Regions from separate parts of the Mus musculus genome. Here region 2 is linked to region 1. A link is a contact called in public ChIA-PET data. All regions are on one chromosome and are shown on one strand. Each heading gives the region's core, a stretch centred on a gene start, on an enhancer-like site or on the middle of the called end of the contact. The rest is flanking DNA. Distances are from core to core; before and after follow the strand shown. Region 1 overlaps Rap1b (RAS related protein 1b). Region 2 has its middle 30 kb from the start of Ifng.

What was found. ChIA-PET counts read pairs in DNA pulled down with a chosen protein or histone mark.
Region 2: an RNA polymerase II ChIA-PET map of effector CD8 T cells shows a contact between it and region 1, with 9 read pairs. The contact joins two enhancer-like sites. A contact is called at or near these places in 2 of 115 datasets of contacts at active chromatin or transcription factors (effector CD8 T cells and microglia).

The regions. Positions count from the first base shown.
Region 1 is chr10:117,827,723-117,830,422 of GRCm38.p6, forward strand. The region is part of intron 1 of Rap1b (RAS related protein 1b); the gene reads right to left. Among named protein-coding and RNA genes, the nearest start is that of Rap1b, 17 kb to the right of the region's middle. Within about 2 kb of position 1,404, at least 54 of the 459 cell types and tissues checked have an H3K27ac peak or open chromatin away from gene starts, as enhancers often do. A contact at or near this core is called in effector CD8 T cells and microglia, where this site is marked.
Region 2 is chr10:118,469,199-118,471,898 of GRCm38.p6, forward strand. No RefSeq gene overlaps it. Among named protein-coding and RNA genes, the nearest start is that of Ifng, 30 kb to the left of the region's middle. Within about 2 kb of position 1,328, at least 62 of the 459 cell types and tissues checked have an H3K27ac peak or open chromatin away from gene starts, as enhancers often do. A contact at or near this core is called in effector CD8 T cells and microglia, where this site is marked.

The sequences.
Region 1 (2,700 bases), core at 154-2,653:
GGGGAGGGGGGAGGGAGGGAAACGGTCACGAGAATTAAGCTTGGGAAGTATAAAAAGGACAAAGTGGGGTATGGTGCTGGAGTTGAACTCAGGTCTTCTTGTGTATGTTAACTCACAGAGTCATCTCTTCAGCCTCAAAAAGCAAGATTTTAAAGGCCTGATTATGCCTGATTATTTTTCCAGTAAAATTCTATGCCAAAGAGTCTACAAGTAGCTACAAATGCTCCCCTTAGAATGTCGGTAACAAGCAGTTTTCTTATCCTCAAGTTGTTTAGTTTAACTCTCCTCCCTCAATTGGAATTCTTCGATGTTAAATTACAAAGGGCTAAGTAAAACCCCTTAACTACTAGTTCCTGATGTCAAGGGATGCTACTTCTCCCACTAAACTCTGCAAGTGAGATGATGCCTGACTTCTTTCCGCCTCCAAGTCCCAAAGTAGCACCGCAACGGTTCCTGATGATCACCAACGTCTCCTTTCGCTTCCAAAAACTTTAACTAATTCAGTGTCAGGACACACAGCCTAACCTGCTGGGCACAGTAACAGAATTCAGGACTGAGCAGGTTTAAAAATTATCTTTCAAGAAAAAAAGAGGCCCAGATTCCTGTCAAAAATAAAACTCTTAGCCAGGTGTAGTGGAGCCTCTGCTTTTGGGAAGCTGAGGCAGCAGGACGGGGGAGTCGGGGCCACAGTGAGGCGGCCTCACAAACCAAACATAACGAAGAACCAACCAACATGAAGCTGCTTACAGCATTCTGTCCGTTCTGACCAGATTTAGTACCACAAATAGGGAAAAGGTCTCTCCTACCACTTCATGGGTTAGTATTAACAGTTCCAGTAAATAGAGCTATAATCCCAACCAATCCTGCCAAATCTTTTACTGAAATCTTCAGGAACAAAACCTGACCTGCAACTCAAGACCATGTCTTCCAGTTCTGTTACACACGTCACCTTTGCGTTCAGGACCTGATTGCAGGGAATGCATTAACTGCACTACAGGCTTCTCTCAGCCGAGTGACCAGATAAACAAGGCCCTGACCCAAAACAAACAAACAAAAATCCAAAACAAACAACCCAACCCTTTTTTCTTATTAGACACGTTGCTAGCTCTCCAGGCAAGTGCACTTACTTGTCAGGCTTCCTGTGCAGGACAGTTTAGATAACTGCATTATGAATATTAATTTACTACTTGCTATAGATAGTAGACTATGACAGGAAGGGTTTAAGGTAATTTTTATGATAAACTAGAAAAATACAGTAAAAGTTAATGCTGGACTGGGCATGACCTTTGTCATTATTTGGCCTTTCTGTATGTGTCACTTCCTTAACGGATAGGATTAACAGAATCCCTTCAGAGTTTCGAAGATCAAATGAAACACAGTGCCCAAAATGTTAAGCGACTGAGCAACACAGTAAGTAAGCAGAGAGTGAATATTAACCCGCTGTTCTAGAGATCCTAGCTACCTAGCTGTTCACAGTGCTTGACTTCAGACAGCCAAGGAACTCTAAAAGCAGCACTGAGGAGACACATGGACTCTAAAAGCTGAGGAGACACATGGCTGAAGCACTTGCCAGTCAGCTGTGACACCTGAGTTTGACTCCCAGCACCCATACAAAGGCTGGGGACTGTAGCCACTATCTGTAACTCCAGTGCTCTTCAGCAAGATGAAGGCAGACAGGGTCCCCAGAGGTTGCAAGTCAACTAGTCTTGCAAAGGTAGTGGCAAACAACAAAAGGTCCTAGTCTCAAACAAGCTAGAAGATGAGGACTGACACTGGAGGCCGTTCTCTGACCTCTGCATGTCAAGGTGTGCCACACACATGCCTGCACTCACACACATTTTAGCTATGATATATGTGGTGGCATGTCGGTAATTTCACTAGTCAGGAGGCTGAGACAGGAGGATCTAGGGTTTATGCCAGTATGGGCTAGACTATAGACCTCAAGAAAGGAAATGAAACAAAAAGCATCCAATTGTAAAGGCAACGGTCTGGGAGGAGGCAATCAGTACTGGTGACCCATCAGGATCTTCCATTCTCCACTGCATTTTGTGCAGACTTATTTTTGACAAAGAAAAAGTATGACACAGGAAGATGAACCAAACACACAAGTCCATTATATACTTGAGTTTCCATGATCACAAGGCGGCATTAATGTTTCTGTGTAAGACAAACTCTCACATAGCCCAAGCTGGCCTGGAACACTATCCTCCTGCCTCAGCAAGCATGCGTATTTTTGGTTTTGGTTTCTGTTCCTGCTCTCTTCCTTTCTTACAGGGCCTTGTGCCTAGCCTGGCCTAAATCCGGATCCTCTTTATCATGTCAACCTCTCTGAAGTTCTGAGACTACCTGTGCAATCAGTGTATTTAGCTGCCAGCTCTGCTTCCGGCAATGCCATCAGGTGTAGGGGCATGTTGAACAGTTATGTTCTACTTGGTCTTATTTTTCTAAGATTATTTTATGTGTACGACTGCTTGCATGAATATATGTATATTGTCTAAGTTCCTCACCTCTGGAATGGAAGTTACAAAGTTGTGAGCTTTCATGTGGACACTGGAAACTAAACCCAGGTCTTGCAAGAGCAGCACGTGCTTTTAACTGTTGAGTTCTCTCTAGCCCTAGCTTTATCTGCTGATACAATCTGCAATGGTTAGCAGCCAATTTACTGTAAGTTACATATCTGCTATTATTGAAAGATATTAA
Region 2 (2,700 bases), core at 78-2,577, 640 kb after region 1:
CATCTCAGACGACAGAGGAAGAGGGTGTGGTGGGTGACACCAGGTGTTGGAGGGCAGGTTGGCAAGTGCCCAGACTGGAAACCAGTCCCCTGAGTTGCCAGTTTGTGGTCACCACTAACCTTTAAAAGACATAGTGTCAGAGGTGCCAGTGAGTGTAGGAAACAGAACTTAGAAAGCAGTGGGCTGAAGAGAAAAAAAATGACAAGAAATAAATAGCATCCGTCTGTGTCAAGATGTGGGAACCAGTGTAGTCTGCTGATGGCTTCTATCAAGGATTATGTGTGTGCAGGCATTTCATTATGACCTTGGGGTCAATAGGTTAGCCTTAAAGACAAATCTAGCCATGCCAGAGTCTTTCTGTGCTAGGTGGGTATAACTGTTCTTTTAAGTCAAGATTTCCAACCTTTTTTCTGGGGCCCAGTGCCATGACTATTCATGCAGGGTTTTGTTTTGTTTTGTTTTGTTTTGTTTGTGCAAGGATCTAACTTTTCAAGTTGCTTGAACTTCTCTATCAGGAACCACAGATAGAATTGTTCCTTTTCACATAAAAAGTACGTTTCAGTCCAATGTCCCTCTAAAAAAAGTCAACACATTAAAAATATAAATCACAACTGGAAGTTCAATAGAGTTTTTTTCTTCTTCAAGAATGCAGTTTTGGAATGTAAATGATGAAAATAAAAAGATATACACTGTTTAACTGTCTTTGGTGCATTCATTTCAGCATTGCAAATCCTCAAAACACCATTTTTATTGCAGTGCACCCTTTCAGTGGTGGAATGTATTTGTAGAACAGTCTTTTACTAACAACTCTCATGGTTGAAGACTAGAGCACTTTCTTGCCTTGAGTATTCCATTAATTAGGGCTTTGCATAATATATATGTATGTATGTATATCTATATATCTATATATATCACTATGTATATATATATATATATACATATATATGTATACATATCACACATATATAGTTTACTTTTTGCGAAGGTTCAGGACCTGTTAGATAGGGAGACGATTCTTATTTTACTTGTGGGAAGTCCATTTCCTTTGGTGCAATATGCTTCAGGAATTTCACTCAGAACTTTCGAGTTCTTGCCCATAGCTTTTGCTAAGTAAGAATGTCTGAGCATTCCAGCTTCGAAAGAATTACCCCTTCTGAAGGAGAAAAATCTAGAGAGCCAAGAGAAGTCAGATCAGCTTGTTATGTGGAGTCGTCGGGTGTGAAACTGGGGTTTTCAGTGTTTACAGTAAGGTGCAACCGTGGGCAGACTGACAATGCTTCCTCCAATCAAGCTTCCTCCAGCCACCAAGTCAGAGCAGCCTTGCAACACCCTGGCCACTTGGGCTTATTTCACATTTGTCACAGTCACTGTGAAGCCTCCAGCTCTTTTCGCTATATAATAGGAAGCCATATCCCATACCTAAGGAGATGCCTCCCTGTGATTCCCACCAGATGCCTCCCACCTTGCTGCCAGAGTGTGTTTACTGAGAGCAGCAGCAGCCGCCGCCTGTTTGGGAACCTGCAAGCCTTGTACTTCCGACGAGTGACCAAGATGCCTGGCTGTGTGCTGACTCATTCGAGAAGAGCTTTAGAGAGCCGCTGGGGTGTGGGTGGTAAAACTGGCTGTGGTTGATTTTCCAGCATGCTATAGGAAAGCAAAGGATGGAAGTGGCAAGAGACAAAGTCAAAACACTGTGACCGTATCGCTCAGTATACAGCCAGTCACTTCCTTTCTAGGCCTGTCCTTGTCATACCCCAGTCATCAGTTTCTGTATTGTGCAAAATTTTAGGAACACTGATACATGGCATGGTAAGTAGTGTTTGCTGAACACTTAAAACAGTGGCCTGGGTCTTTTCCTAAATGTGGTTCATGAATTATTTGCATTTTTGTTACCTTTGGAGGCATCTGTTACCGTTGACTAGCATGTCCATATTTTAATCAGGGCAGCTAGAGCTTGGGGGCATGAAATAAATAATCTTGAAGATAATGAATGGAACCAGATATGACTGAAATCCATGGTCTTAACCCATGAAGTTTTGAGTGCCATTTAAACAAAGCTAAATGGGCTCTATTCCGTTCTCTGTCTCCCTCTATATGACTTATATTTTGTACACACACAAAGATAAAAATAGAAAAGTCTGCCCATTTAATAAGTTGTTCACTAAATTGGGATTAAATTGGAACCATGAAGAAAACATTGTCTCCTTTCCCCCTGTACCAGATACCTGATTCCTACAAATGTTTAATGCCTGCTTAAAGGATATCAAAGAGTGCCTCTTGGGCCAGCAGACAGAAGGGTTTGGATGGGTGAAGCCTGGGATGGGCTTGGCTTAAGACCCAAGGACTCTTTAGAATACAGCCTAAGGAATAGTGGTGAGGTCACTAAAAAAAAAAAAAGAAAAAAAAAAAAAACAGTTGTTAGGAAGGAGTTACCTAGATATGTATGTATGTCTGTGAATTACATGCGTACCAGCATCTGCAAAGCCTTTAGCCAACCCGGTCTCAGGTCTCAGGGTATCTTTTCCCCATGGACCCAGTGCCCTTATACAATATGAAGGGTAAGGCAATTAGGTACAGGAGACTCAGGTCCCGAGTGTCGTTCCTGTGATTTCAGAACTGAGATACTTTCTTGTTATTGATCTAATTTTGTAACTGCCTAAATTATTAACTGACCTACTTGGGTCCCAACTGTTAGAAATC